Regions from separate parts of the Oryctolagus cuniculus genome. Here region 2 is linked to region 1. The links are chromatin contacts, called in public Micro-C maps. All regions are on one chromosome and are shown on one strand. Each heading gives the region's core, a stretch centred on a gene start, on an enhancer-like site or on the middle of the called end of the contact. The rest is flanking DNA. Distances are from core to core; before and after follow the strand shown.

The links. Hi-C and Micro-C count contacts between places; a contact is called where the count stands out from the background.
Region 2: a contact with region 1 is called in a Micro-C map of ear pinna, with 3 times the contacts expected there. The contact joins the enhancer-like site here to the promoter of CYP26B1 in region 1. A contact is called at or near these places in 2 of 6 Hi-C or Micro-C datasets (ear pinna and psoas muscle).

What each region holds. Positions count from the first base shown.
Region 1 is chr2:130,743,317-130,751,091 of mOryCun1.1, forward strand. CYP26B1 (cytochrome P450 family 26 subfamily B member 1) reads left to right here and starts at 2,111. Exons shown (of 6, transcript XM_051842766.2): 1 at 2,111-2,789; 2 at 6,258-6,482. The coding sequence starts at 2,586.
Region 2 is chr2:131,054,006-131,061,314 of mOryCun1.1, forward strand. LOC127488392 (a long non-coding RNA gene) reads right to left here. Exons shown (of 4, transcript XR_007916088.2): 3 at 45-251. Among named protein-coding and RNA genes, the nearest start is that of DYSF, 300 kb to the right of the region's middle. Within about 2 kb of position 3,861, at least 1 of the 8 cell types and tissues checked has an H3K27ac peak or open chromatin away from gene starts, as enhancers often do. A contact at or near this core is called in ear pinna, where this site is marked.

The sequences.
Region 1 (7,775 bases), core at 861-3,360:
TGGCCGCAGCAACCTCGGAAGCGCTCACACAGGGAGGGACAACACTTAGGCGCGCATGCTGGCCACTCACGCACCTTGTCTTCCAGCTACTTTTAACGCAGAACTCGTCTTGGATGCAGGCGAGGCGCTTCAAGGGGAGTCTGGCTTCCTTTGCGTACACACACACACACACACACACCACCCTGAATCAAAGCCGGGTTAGCAAGTCCTGTTTCTGGAGTGTGAGAGTGAACGACAGAGACCGGGAGGGGGATGGAGAAAACGGGATGCAACGCGCGGAGACCAGGAGCCAGACTCTGGCTCGGCAGTTGTCGGCGTTGGGGCGCCTGTCTCTGCGGCATCACAGGCTCGCAGGAGGAGAGCCCAGCTGACAGACAGATGCACCGGCGCACAGACACACACGGCTCACAAACCTGCAGACGCCCCACCTCGCTCCCCAGACGTCGGGCCGCTGCAGGACACACGCGCGCGCATACGCAGGTGCGGCCCCGGGCCACACGCACACCTCGCACTGGCACGCGCTCTGTGTCCTCTGCGGCCGGCTCCGGGAAGGTGGCCGCGCTCACCGGCTGGTTTATTTACTCATTTGTATCAATGAACGTTTGTGCCCGACTTCTCCCGCCTCCGGGTGCCCGGGCCGACGCATTTGTTCCCAGCGCCGCCGGACGCTAGCCCGGACCAGCATCGGGGCTCCTCCGACGCTGCGGGCTGCCGCTGGCGGGGATTGCAGCGTGGGGAGGGGGCCTGTCTCGATGTGTCAGGGAGGGGCTGCGGCGCTGGCAACCCCGGGACGCGGACGGGGACGGGGAACCTCGGGGTCCTGGAGGGTAAGCGCCCCAAATGAGGGAGATGGCACTTGGTATTTGAGGTTTGGGAATGTAGATAGAAGATGAGGGACTAGGAGAGGTGGGATGGAGAGTGGCAAAGGAGCAGTCCCAGGAGGTGGGAGCCGGCGGGTCCCGTGCGATAGGAGCTCGAGGCCCCAGGCGCAGGTTCACGGGTGCTGGGCGCACCCCCACCCTCCCTCAGTCAAGAGGGTGGTCTGGCCAGGTCCAGCTCTGCCGCGGCTATGGCCCACGGGAGATTGCCCGGAGCGAGCGCAGGAGGTCGGGGACCCAAGAGCGAGCAAAAGAGAGAGGGGAGTAGCCGGGCAGCTAAGCGGGCACCCCGCGAGTGCGCACCGCGTGTGCGCGCGTGTCTCATCTCGTCCGTCTGTAGGTGCCGGGCTCCGCGAGACGCCGGCGAGAAGAAGAGGAGGCGAGAGGTGAACTGAGTTTGATCCTGCGGCGGCCACAAGTGGGTCCCGGGCGGCGGCGGCGGCGGGCGGCGGCGGCGGCGGCGGGCGGGGCGGGGCGGGGGGCGGCCGCGCTCACACGCTCCGGCCGCGGGCCCGGCCTCTCACCACGCCTCCCGCTTTGTGCGCGCCCACGGCGCAGCCTCCCGCCTCTATATAAACACACGCATCGCCTCGCATTGACTTGAATTCACATTGAGAGACGCTTTTAAAACCACCAGCCCTGAAATCCTGCCTCCTGCTTCCCCCTCTCTCATTCCTCTCGCCTGCCTTTCTTTCCCCCCCTTTCTTCTCCTAGCAGCAACTCCAGAGCCGAGAGACCGCGTCCCGGGACGGACTGCCTTTTAATTGATACAATAGCCCAGCTCGGGTTTTCCACCTCCTCCCCCCAACCCCACCCCGCCTCACCCCTCCCGCCCGCCGCCGCCACCGCCGCCGCCGCTGCCGCCGCTGCCTCCCCAGCGCCCGCCCGGGGCTCTGTCGCCGGCTGCGTCCCGTCCCGGCCGCGGCCCGCCGGCTCCGCACCCGCGCTCGGGCCGCGCCGCGCCTCGCCGCGCCCGCCTCGCCGCGCTGCCCGCCTTGCCCGCCTCGGGGTTCCGCGGCGGCTTCGGGGCTCGGGCGCGCCTCCCCGGGCAGCCCAGGGACGCTGGCCTCGGGCCTCTCCACTCGCCTCAGCTGGGGAGCCTTCTCCCTCGCCCCCAAAGTTTCTGGGTTCGTTGGAATTTTTGCATTCAGAATTTTTGCCCCCAACCTAGGAACTTGGGAGGACTACTTTAGACAAATCGATTGCACTTTCTCTCCCCTAGCTCTCTGTCCCCCCCCCTTTTTTTTTCTTTTTTCTTTTTCCCCCCGAGTAGGGGAAGGGGCTCACGAAAGAGAGAGAGGGAGAGAGGGAGAGAGAGGCTCTTGCTGGCCAAAGTTTTGCAAAGTTTTCCGAGTGTGATGGTTAGGGGGAGAGCAAGTCCACTAGCTTGATTTCAGGCTTCATCCCACCACCCCTAGAGCAGTCCCTAAGCCCGCCATAAAGGAACAAACAAACAAACAAACAAACAAAGTTACACCTCGAGTCGCCTCGTGTCTCCTCTCTTTCTTCTTCTAGGCAATTCGCACCCCACCCCCTCTCTCCGCTCCCCTCGCAGCCTCCACTCCCCTTCCCTCCAACCCTTCCTTCTCTGTTGCGGCTGGAGGTGCCAGGACCCTCGGCCACAGCCTCCCCTCCCCCGCCGCTCGGGTCCGGCCCTCCCCTCCCCCGCCGCGGCCGGCACAGCCAATCCCCCGAGCGGCCGCCAACATGCTCTTTGAGGGCTTGGAGCTGGTGTCGGCGCTGGCCACCCTCGCCGCGTGCCTGGTGTCCGTGACGCTGCTGCTGGCCGTGTCGCAGCAGCTATGGCAGCTGCGCTGGGCTGCCACCCGCGACAAGAGCTGCAAGCTGCCCATCCCCAAGGGCTCCATGGGCTTCCCGCTCATCGGAGAGACCGGCCACTGGCTGCTACAGGTAAGGGCGCGCTCGACCTGCTGCTCCCCGGGGTCCGCACGCTGCGAGCGCGGGCTGTCCGAGGCGCGGGCCGGGAGCTCCGGGAGCCTCGAGGCACGGGTCCCTGCCCCGCCCCTTCCCTGCCCGCAGCCCGCGCCGCCCGGGCTTCTCCTGCCCGCTGGAGGCGAGGTCCCGAGACTCCCGCGCCGCGTGCGCTGGCTCAGTGGGCTGCTCGGAGGAGTTTCCGGACCGGAGAGGGCTCCCACGGCTGACCCGGTGGTGGCGTGTGGAGAGCCCCGGGGGGCTCACCGCACGGCGCGAGTCCGAGGGGGCGCCCGGTTCCGAGCGGCTTTCGCCTCCCCTTCGCGCACTCCAGGCTCAGTAGCCAGAGGCTTCCTGGGCTTCGACGGGGTCGCGGAGCCTCAGAGCGGGCGGCGAGAGGAAGGGGCAGCCGCGGTGGAGTGAATTGTCCCTTTAAGGCCCGGGGTGTGTTCGCGCCATGAAGTCGGCTGCGCCAGGTACAGCTGCCCTGGCTCGCGGCGCGCGCAAACGTGTGTGTGTATGTGTGTGTGTGTGTGTGTGTGTGTGTGTGTGTGGTGGGAGAGGAAGAAGGCAACCCAAGGAAAATGAGAAGCCAGAGACCCGAGGGCTCTCGGCTTTCGGGGAAAAGGGTCTATTTACCTACTGGGTGGGGAGAGTTTACAGGAGAGAGAAACTTGGGAGAGGCGTGTGTGAAATCCATAGAAAGAGAGAGCGCGCGTGTTTGCTGTTAGACGCAGCGCAACCCTGCTCCGCTGGGTGATAATGGGGGTGGGGCGCGTTGGGGACCAGACCCAGGTAGGTAATGGAGAGATTAACCTGGAGTTAACCTCGTCAAATGCTAGACAATCGGTTTTGCAATTTGATACACACCAGGCTTTTGGGGGGCGGGTGTGAGGGGAGGTGGGGGCGCCCCTGTGGTAACAGTGAGGTGTGTGTGTGTGTGCGCGCGCGCGCCCGGGCACGCCTGAGTTTGTGTGTTTGGTGGTGCGTGCTGATGGGGGTGAGCAGGAACTTGGATGACCTGAAACAGGCGACTCCTGCACGGAGAGGTGAAGCGAAAGGTGAGCGCGGGGACTTGAGGGTTCGGTGGTGCGAAAGCTTGGCTTGAGATTAACAGACGCGTGCAATTCGCGCGCGCGCGCGCACGGCCCCTGACCGCCCGGGCCGAATGACAGCAGAGGGGGGCGCGCAGGGGGGCGCGCGGTTCCTCTGCTCGGTGGTCTTCGCAGGTCCCAGAGTCCACCCACGTCTTTCTGGGGTGGTTCATGGAATGGGGTGGATTCATTTCATCAAATCAGGCGACCACCCTCCCCACCCACCCCCGTCGAAGAAAGTCCCCAAAGCCTCTCCCTTCCTCCACACTTCAAGGGTTAAACTGCGGCGGTGGTCTAGGTTTTTGGCCGAGAACTTAGAAAATAAAATAACTCACATGGGCCGCGGCTCCCCCCTCGTTAGAGCCAATCTGCGGAATCCGCGGTCTGTCACCACCCGCCCCCCCCACCCCGTTCCCTGACCTTCCTCTGCCCTTCGTGTCCCCCTGAAGTTTTCTCAGAATCCCGCAAGGGGCCCCGAGGGGCCGCATCCAGCTCCTGCCGAAGTCTGGGAGGTGGAAACCTGCGCCTCGCATCCGTGCGCCCCGGGCCTCAGATTCCGCCGGGGGTGTGTGTGTGTGGGGGGGGATAACAGGGGTGCGTGCCCAGGGGCGCGGAAGGGGTTAACGCGAGCCCTCTAAAGCCCGGCGTTATTTTTTCGGAGTCATTTATCAGATTTTACGGGGAGACCGCCGAGGGCTCTCCGTTTCCACCGAGCGCCATCTAAACAGAGCCCAGGGCTAAAAATACAACATTTTTGTATAAATTGGACTCGTGGCCCGAGCGGCCGCCCCTATGAAAGTCCTCTTTGTGAAGACTGTGGAAACGGCGGACAAATAACTCTTTATTAATGCCACAAAAAACGCACTTTAATTATAGTTAGGCAGATCAGAGGCGGGGGGGGGGGTGGGGGCGAGGCGGCGGCGACCTCGGAAAATTCACAACCCAACTTTTGTGTCGAAAGAAAAGAAAAACAGAGGGAAAGAAGGAGAGGAGAGACGGAGGCAGACGGAGCGAGGGAGCCGGGCACGGCGCGCGGAGGGAGGGAACCCCGCTCCCCGCCTGGGTTGCACCCCACCTCCGCCTCTACTTTTCTTAAAGGCATAGACACCTCCAGCCCGCGGGAGAGCCGACGTCCCCGCAGCCCGGCCCCTTCTTGGTAGCGCGGGAGCTCCCGGCTCGCTCCCTGTCGCGCGCCCGGGGCCGGAGGAGCATGTGGAAAAGTGATTAGGGACCGGGTTCTGCAGAGTCACTTTTCGGCCGCGCCGGGGTGTGCACACAGCTAGCAGGAGAACAGCTTTCCGTGGAAGAAAGGAAGGAGAGGAGGGGGACCGAGCAAGAGAAGAGGGGTGGGGGGAGGCAGAGTTGTGTGCTCTCGGCTGCCTGACCCGGTAGGTGACAGCCTGAGGCCGTCTGTGTGCACGGGCACAGGTGGTGCCTTCCCGAGCTCGGCCGGGGCTGCCCCGGCAGGAGAAGGGTTAACACGGGGTGGGGTGGCTAGTGCCGACGTCAAAGGTGAGCTAGACGCCCCGGCCCCCGCCCCTCCGTGGTCCCCTCGGTTTCCGGCACCCGCGCGGGGCCGGCTCCGCAGGCTCTTCGGAGCGCTAGCCCGCGCCGGGGCCCCGCCGTCGCCGGCTCGCGCCGCAGCCACCGGGGATCCGGTTACCTGCGCGGGGCGCCCCGCCCGGTCCCGCCCGCCCCGCGGGAAGCGCCTTCCGCCGCGCTCCGGTTCCAAACTCCTGGGCGGCGGCGGCGAGAGTCCTGTCTTAGTTATTTCCAGGGCAAAACGCTTTAGAAAAGTCGCAGCTCTCGGCCCGTGACCCCGCCCTGCAGCGTGCTCGGAGGGCCGCCTTCTCCGCGCCGGCCACACCGGAGACCGGAGGGAACGCCAACCCCCATCTGTAGTGACTGCCTCCGGGCACGGACCGCTCACCGCTATAAATAATCCTTGGCCTGCGGCCACCCCGCGGGGTCTGCCAGCCCGTGGCCCGGAGCCTGGAAATATTTATTCCGAGGCTCCCGAGCGCGGGGTTGGGGGTGGGGGTCTGCGGCTCTAGCTGCAGGTCCAGCCGTCAGAGATACCTTTTCCCTCCCGAAAGTCATTACTAAAAACCGGCCTCCCGGGGGTGCTCCTGGGCCTCCTGCCTCCTTGCGTTATTTATTAGCCTCTGGGCCCTACTTCCCAGTTCTTGTGCACGCTATGAAAAATAAAACCTGCGTGTGTGTGTGTGTGTGTGTACGCGCGCGCGTGTGGTGGGGGAGGGCAGGTGACCGGTGCCGCGGGGTGGGGTCCGCCGCCCCTCCCCCGCCGGCTCTCCAGGCGCCCTGAGAGAGGTCTGCTGTGTGGCTCCCGCAGGGTTCCGGCTTCCAGTCTTCACGGAGAGAGAAGTATGGCAATGTGTTCAAGACGCACTTGCTGGGGCGCCCGCTGATCCGCGTGACCGGCGCGGAGAACGTGCGCAAGATCCTCATGGGCGAGCATCACCTCGTGAGCACCGAGTGGCCGCGCAGCACGCGCATGCTGCTGGGCCCCAACACGGTGGCCAACTCCATCGGCGACATCCACCGCAACAAGCGCAAGGTACGAGCCCTGACCCCTCCTTCGGTGCGCTTCGGGGTAAGAAATGCGCGACGCCAGGGGGACGCCCTACCCCGAATCGGCCTCCCACTTTTGCGCGCCACGCTAGAGGACCCCGCTGTTCCGTGTCTAGACGGCTTCGAGTTCGGATTCGAGGCCTGCAGAGCTTCTCCCCTCGCACCTCCTGCTGGCCAATTGCGCCTCTAGACCCAACGCGAGAAGGGCAGTCTGGGGGCCTTTGGGGCAGAGCTGGAACGTGCGGGGACTAGGCTCCCCAATGCTAGCACTGAAAAAAATACGGGGGCGGGGCCGTTGGCCAGCACTCCTCTTTTTGCCACGTTTCCCCAAGGAACCCCGAGAATACAGACCGATGCTTTAAAAAACCAAACCTGCATCTCTCCTGCCACACACCCCCGTGGGCAACCGCGGCACGACCTCGTCTGCGAGAGGTGTGGCGAGCCTTGCGCCCCTCCTCTCGCCGACCTAGACAGTGTGGGTAAGGGCGAGGGGTGGGAGAAGCCGAGGCGCCGGCTGGGGGATCAAAGCTCACCCACCGCCCCTTGAAGAGGAAGAGAAAGTGGGTGTTTATCCCGCGGATTTCCCGAGCGACTGGAAGCGGCGCGCAGGCGGCGAGCCGGCGCGCACGCAGCCGGCCTCCCCGCCCCCTCCCGGGGCGCGGCGCGGAGGCGCGGAGCGCTGGCGGCACGTGCTGTTTGAACTGCAGTAACCCGAAAGCTGAGCCGGCGGGCGGGGCTCTGGCTGCCAGAAAGGAGGCGGCCCGGCCTCCCGACTCCGTGTTTTCCGTTGGGTCAGGGGACTCCTCCAGGTTGGAAACCTAAGGGAAAGGGAGAGGAGGCCTCTCGTCTCCGGAGCCGCGGCGGGCGCGGGAGGGGGGCGACAGGGGCAGCCCTCTCCACCCGAAGCCTGGGTGTGCGGTAGTGTCAGGGGGTGTGGGGGGCTATGCCGTCCGGCCACGCAGCCCATCCTACCCTGATAGTCTCAGAACTGCCTGGGCAAAGGGAACCGAGGGATGGCCTCCGGGAGTGCCCCGTGAAGCCTGTATTCAGCCACGGGGAGGGCTCTGCAGGCCGCTATAGGGCAGCTTGGGAGCGAATGGGAGGAGGGGGCCGCAGGCCTAGGGATGAAGATTTTTCTCAAGTGCTGGGCGATGACTTCTAGCTCTCTGAGGCTTCACCCAAGGCCTGTGGCATGAAGCTGAGCCCCAGCGGAGACTCGGGAATCCAACGGCTGAGGTTGTGGCTGCTTCCTCATTGCACCTCCTTAGAGGCCTTGGGG
Region 2 (7,309 bases), core at 2,611-5,110, 310 kb after region 1:
TGGCTCTGGCCTCCATGGGGGCAGCGATATTGTATCAGGGTTACCTGACTTCTGGATCTCTGGTTGACATGTGTGAGTCTCCTTCCAGCATGCTGAGGTCCGAGAGCGATGGACAGGTGGGGAGGACGGGTTCTTCACTCCACCCTCCTTGGAAGGCTCTCACCAGGCATGGCCAGGCCCCCAGTCATCAGATTCTCCAGGGCAGCGGCTGGGGTACTGTGGGGCTGGGGGTGCTGGGCCCCAGGCGGCACCTGTGGAAGAGGAAACTCTTATGTTTCAAGTCTGGTGTGAGATGCAGTCCAGCAACGTGAAGTTATGAAAGACAGCGCTCAGGACCCAGTGAGGCTCTGCAATGCTGGTCCTGGGAGGAAGCGCCTGGCATCTGATTGGCTTGGGATCCAGGGCAGACACTGGAATCCCCACCCTGGAGCCCTTGGCTCCCTTTTCTTGACTACTGGCTACTCTCAGTGTGCAGAGGAAGATCCACAAGACAGTCTTGGTAAAGCAAGGCAGTAGGGAAGGGAAGGACAGCCCAAGGAGCCTCCAGGTCACGTGTGTTATCCTAGAGCGGGCTCCAAATGGCCCGGCAAGGCAGGTAGGCACATCTCCATGTAGCGTCAGAGGTGGCCTTGGTGAAAGGAGGAAGGGGTGGAGGGAAAGGCCTCTGGTCTCAGGCAGCGTCAGGTCAGCATCAGCGGCAGGGGTCTCTCTAGGCACCACCCACCTCTCGCCATGCAGTGGGCTGTTTCACAGCAGTGGATAACATGACATCTCATCCCTAACCGTCACATGGTAAGAGAAATGGACTCGCTCGTATTCCCAGGATGCTCATCAGGGCTCCTGCTCCATATTTCAGAGATGCTCCTGGCTCTCCCTCCTGGGGCTCAGCTTCATTCCCAGATGGTGCGGGAGCTCCTGGGGTGTGGTCAAGCAGGGCTATGCCAGAGGAAGGAGAGACCCCCCATCTCCCCATGTCTCTGTGTCCCTGTCTTTGGTGTGAGGAGACTTTCCTGGAAGCCCCTCATAGCTCCTTCCTAAATCCTTGCAGGCAAGAGAGGCATCGCCATCCGGTTCAGCAGACCCGTTAGTGGGGCCTCAGGCTCTCTGAGTGCCATGGCTGCCTCTACAAGCTGCTCCCGAATCCCTGCAGGAGCCCCCCTCCCAGCCCCTCCTGCACCAAGCAATGCTACAGACAAACAAAGGAAGGACCCCACTGTCCAGCCCCAGGGCCTCACAGACCAACAAGGGTGTAAGACAACAAGGAGAGACCCCACCTCGGCCAGCTCCTTCCCAGGCTTCAGCAAGAAAGCTCTGTAGAGTGAGACAGGGAGGGCCCTAGGTAGAGAGAGGGGCTCAGCTGGCCCCATAGCAGGTATTTCACTGGGGCTAAGACCTAGAGCCTGGGCACTTGGGGCAATGTGCATGCAGAGGTGGGCACCGGGGGACGGCATAGGGAGGGGCCGTGAGCTTAGGAGGGAAGCTGGGGGACAATCTGAGAGCAGGGAAGGCTCAAGTTTGTGTCTGGCAAGTGTCTCCCCTCTTCTAAATCACACACCTCCCATGGAAGACCTTCTCCCGGGAAGACCAGTGAGGGCTTGTGGGGCAGGAGGACAAGGGCAGGAGTCGGGGAGCTCACGAGGAAGGGAGCAGGGGGTATGGAGATGCCCTAGGCAGGCTGCAAGGAGGGGGCTCCTCCCACCCATGGACCCCAGGAAGCCCCTGGCAAGGAAGGAGGCTCGGCAGCTCTCCCCCTCAGGTCCAGGGAAGACAGGAAAACTTGGGAGAGTGTGCCCCCCGCTGGCCAATGGGGACAGGAGCGACCACCCAGGCAGGCCCAGGCCCAGGCCTCAGGTAATTTCCCCAGGGGCCATGCAGTCCAGGAAAGGCCAGCAAGCCCCAACCCCCCACCCCCACCCAGAACATTTGTCTTTTTGGTCCTGGGCCGGGGGTGGGGGGGGGGTGGGGGGGGGTGTCTGAGGGCCCCTTCTACCCCGGAACCTGGTGGAAGTGATCCTACGGCCTCAGCCCCTTAGCCCCAGCCTCTCTAAGGCCTCTTTCTCTGACACCAGGCCTGGATCCCAGGGAGGAGGCTGGGCAGGCCACAGTCCCAAGGAATTCCCAGCCCAGCTGGCTCCAAAAATGAGGCTAAAACACAGTCTCCGCCAACCCAAATGGGACCGAGGGGTGCCTGCCCTGCTGCGACAAGCCTCACACAAGGGAGGCTGGAGGCCAAGGGTTTGCTGCCCCGGGGTTTCACTCACTCTGATGATCAGGCTTCTAAGGGAAGCCAGGAATTGAGCCAATTTGTTTCTTTCTCATTTATGACAGAGATCAAGATTTTTTTCAAAGGTTTCCCCCAGGACACTCTACTTCCATTCCAGCTTCCTGTTAATGCACCATGAAGGCAGAGAATGACAGTCCAAGAGCTTGGGTCCCTGCCACCCGTGTGGAATATCGTGATGGAGTTCCTGACTCCTGGCTTCAGCCTAGCCCAGGGCTGTTGTAGTCATTTGGGGAGTGAACCAGCAGATGGAAGATCTCTCTCTCTCTCTTTCTCTCTCTCTCTCTCTCTCTCTCTCTCTCTCTCTCTCTCTGCCTCTCTCTCTCATGCTCTGCCTTTCAAATAAATAAATAAATAAATATTAAAAATCCAACAAGGCCTCCCCAGAGCTGAGAAACACGTGATGTGATGGGCTGGCGCCGCGGCTCACTAGGCTAATCCTCCGCCTTGCGGCGCCAGCACACCAGGTTCTAGTCCCAGTCGGGGCACCGGATTCTGTCCCGATTGCCCCTCTTCCAGGCCAGCTCTCTGCTATGGCCTGGGAGTGCAGTGGAAGATGGCCCAAGTCTTTGGGCCCTGCACCCCATGGGAGACCAGGAGAAGCACCTGGCTCCTGCCATCGGATTAACGCGATGTGCCGGTCGCAGCGCGCCGGCCGCGCCGGCCATTGGAGGGTGAACCAACAGCAAAGGAAGACCTTTCTCTCTGTCTCTGTCTCTCTCTCTCTCACTATCCACTCTGCCTGTCAAAAAAAAAAAAAAAAAAAAGAAAGAAAGAAAAGAAACACGTGATGGTGTTCCCCATCCCCTTCTGTCCTGGATGAACCTCTCCCGCTACAGTTGAAGCCTCTGGGACACAGGGGTGTTGGGGGCAAAGGCCACCGAGGAAGAAAACAGGGCTCCCATCTTTGGAGGCCCCCAGTCTGGTGGTTCCTGTCCTTAAAGAGCCCCCAGCCTCTGGGGGAGACGGGCCAGCCCTCCTCAGAGGATGGCGGCCCAAAGCAGACAAACACACAAAGTAGAGCAGAAATCATAAACACATTTTATTTCTAAATAATTTTAAAACCACTAGCATTGTAGCAAATTGGAATATATTTCCAGAATCGACTCAAAGAGTTTTTTTTCTTTTACGGCAACATATGAAAAATGTCATTTAAATATCCACAGCAGCTGTACCACATGTTAGGCTCTTAGGAAAACACTCTCATTCCTTTCATCAAAGTCCCTTGATTAATGTTCCACTTTTCTTTGACACTTTTTCCGTAGGTTTTTTTTTTTTTTTAAATCAAAGCCTGCACTATTATCTGGAAGAAAATTAAACCGATAAGATTTAATGTCTGCTATAGTCTACAATCATGACAAAAAATAAATAAAATATCATTTAGGCCTTGGGCCAAATGCAAATGAGCATTAAGCAGAGGGTGCATCCTTACTGGAGGCTTCTGGGAGAGGTGAGGCTGGAGGAGGCAGATGGAGGAGCAGGAAGGGCCTGCGTGGGCACCAGTGGGGGTGGCTGGTGTGAAAGTTTGCAGGCGGGGAGGGAGGCAGAGGAGGCCTGGGCAGAGGCGGCTTCGCAGCCAGGGCGTCCCAGCACGCGGAGCAGAGGCAAACACACCCCACCCTGAGAGAATGCCACGGATGCCCAAGGGCCACCTGCAGCAGGGGCAGCGGGCACTGCTGGGATTTTGTGAATGGGACTGGGAGGGAGGCAGCTGACTGGGGCTGAGAGAGAAGCCGAGCGCGGGAAGGAGGGCGGGGGAGCGGCGAGCCAGAAGCTGCGCCAGTGGGAAGGCTGGGCAGATGGAGTGAGGGGAAATCGCAGCGTGTCTGGCACGGCAGCTGATGCCATAATTTAAAGGTCAGCTCAGTGGAAAAGGAAGAGAAAACGGGGGAGGGGGGTGGTGTTGGGATGACTTTGCTTCCACAGGACAGCACTTAACCCCTTGCGTGCCGGTGCTCTCCTCTCCTGGTGGGACATCCTAGGACTGGGATGGGAGGGGTGAGGTGGCTGCGCCCACAGCATGGGCTCTGCCTCCTGCCTCCTCCCTCCTCCTCTTCGCACCTCATCAGAGTAGAAGCAACTCAACCTCCCCAAACCTCAGCTGCTCCCTCCACAAAACAGGGCTGGGAACACCTGATCCTGGCGGGGTTTGCTGGGAAAGGCGAGTGGCGCCCTGGGTGTAAGGACCTGGGGGAACAGTCTGAAAGTGGCTCACCTTTCTGGGCTTATCTAAAGGAGGCGGCTCAAATTTACCTTTGAGAAAGAGGGTGGTCCCTTTGTTCTGGGAAGACCACCATTTAGGCAAATCAATCAACATAAATAAAAAAAATCTTGGAGGCATTCTGCATCCCAGGGCAACATCCTGGGACACAAGTGGTCTCCCTGAGCCCGCAAAGCTGTGTGGCTGGCATCACCAGCTCCTGCCTTTGCCGCCGCCTTGCCCCGGCTCTACGTGGGAACAGGGACACCGCTCAGCAGCAGCCCCCGTCTCCTGGCTGGGCTGCTGCTTCGAGAGGAATGCTACTTTTCTCCATATGGACTTGGACTGCCTCGTGCCTATAAATTATGGCAAGTTCGCAGGGAGCTATGGAGGTTTTTGTTGGAAGAGGTATGTGCCGGAGGGCTGAAGGGGAAACCCCCAGGGGTTGCAGGAAGGACCCGGAGGCCTGGACTTCAGCTCAGACTGGGGGAGGCCGCGTGAGGGAACTAGACGGTGCAGGCTGCCTGCTGGGGGCGAGGTAAGGGTGAGAAGCCCTCACTGAACGGGGGTGCTCCCTATCCGGTGCCAAGCCCACAGGCAGTTCATCTCTGGAGGCACAGGACGAAGGACTGGAGGGCTTGGGAGCGTGGAGCCTCGTCTGCACTCTGCCTGAAGACCCTGGGAGGGCCACAGTGCTCCAGCCTCCACAACCCAAGGGCTGGCCCGAGTCCCACTAGCCTCTCACTTCCCTCTGTCATCTCAGACTCTTTGGTGATTCTTTAAGGTCACAGCCGAGATCCCCTGCTGCCCCTCCTACCAAGACGTGGCTCTGAAAGGCTCAGCTGCAGAGACGGTGACGGTGGGTACAGCGGTGTGGCAGTGACAGGGAAGAGAGAATCCTTCCTCACACTCCTCCCCAGGGCAGCTGGAGCAGCCACGCTCTGAGCTAAGACACCTGGGGTGCGGCACTTTCTGCTGGCCTCCCGGGCTGAAAAAGGAAGGCCTCCACCCCTGGGAGCCCCATGACTGGGACACTTTAGCTCTAGCTTGCACCTAGCTGGGCCCTCCGGCTACATGTTGGGAGAGACCCCAGGCTGACATCACACAGGGATGGCATCACCCTGCTTCCCGCCTCCCCCCTTGCCTGTCCTTAGTCCCTGGTCCCTTCTTCCCTGGGCCTCAGTGAGTAGGCAGGAACACCTCAGGGACACCCCGGCTGTGTGTGTGCCAGGGCGGGGCAGCAAGGGTGAGGACGGGCAGGATGACCTGCCCAAAGAGCGTCCTACAGGGAGACAGTGGCACACCTGCATTGCAACCCTTCCCCTTATGGTTGGTGGGCAGCACAAGGAAACTCTGGGGTAGCCTCAGGGCTGCCACAGGGGAGGGAGAGACACTTCCTCAGTCCACTTGAGGGCAGCAAGAGTACCCTGGGGTGAGCAGCAAGCTCCGGAGTGACCACCAGAGGGCTCGGGGGACCCTGGGAAGCTGCCTCTGGAGGGCAGCCTGCCCTGACCCATGGCCTGGCTTGTAGCCCTTGAGCAGATGAGAAGGTAGTGAGCTTCTCGTCTCAACAGGTATGAGATGGAAGCGGAAGTCCTTTGTCATGCAAGAGGTTGTCACAGGTCCACCTAGCTCCGAGATCCTGCTGACATGGCCCAGGCAAACCAGCACCGCGTTCCCAGCAGGCAACCACACACTTAACACCCTGTCACCGGCCATCAAGGAGACAGAGAGGACAGAACCCGCCTGGGATGGGGGAGACAGACACAAGTTTCATTCACAGTCTCAGCAGAGCCAAATGCAGCTGTTGGCAGCTCATAGCAGATGATTAAAGAGACAGCTCACATTTGCCTAAAATAACTAGAGAATTAAAGGAATAAAACCATTAGTCCCAGGCAAAGGAAGCCGGCAGTTTTAGGGCATCAGGATGTCTCAGACCAACAGAGGCCTCTTTGAGGGCAGGGACAGCGTGTTCCCCAGTGGACAGAGGCTTCCACCGGCACAATCTTGTCCCCTGCCCCATGTCACACACCGCTTTGGCCAGGAAACTCTCTGAGTACACGTGAGACTCCAGTGAGCCTGCTGACTGGGGCTCCAAGGTGAGCTACGGCTGAGGACACAGCACGCCCGCAGCAGCCCAGGTGAAAGGCAGCAGGCAGTAGCCCTGCTCTCCTAGCAGGGTCTGGTCCACATGCAGTAGCTCCAACCCACAGCCGGACCCTAAGGCTACAACTACAGCATTCTCTCCCTCCCTGAGCGTGTGGCACTCCATGCTGCTTCCCGCATCTCTCTGCTCAGCACTGTCAAGAACCAGTTGCTCTTGGACACAGGTGTCCCCTGCTTAGCCTCCACCTCCTTCCCGGAGCGAACAAGTCTCCCTGGTGCCCAGGACCCCTGAGGCCAGCTGCAGCCATGTCCCCTCAGCATGCTGGCTTCACTTCTTCCACTGCGGGTCCTCTGGCCTGCCTGGGGCCTGCTCTGCACTGGGCCCTGCCTGTGTGTGCCCACAGTGAGCCACCTTCTATGGGCCCCGCACTCAGGTGATTCCTCCTGGGCTTTCGCTTGTCACATACCTGTCCCAGATCACGGACCTGGCACAGAGCACAAGCGTCTGAACCGAGCCTGTCTGCAATGGAGCTGTCGAATGGAATGATTTGGGCTATTGGCCAGGAAGCTCGGGGGCTGGAGAGGAGGAGAGGACATGCCAGCTGCTCGGCTGGGGCCTGGGGCTGTAGTCTCTCAGAGCCTGGTTGGGTCCAGAGGGGAGGCTCACTGAGCTCACAGAGAACTAAGCTGGCCTCACCTCTGGCTCCAGTGTACACTCACTC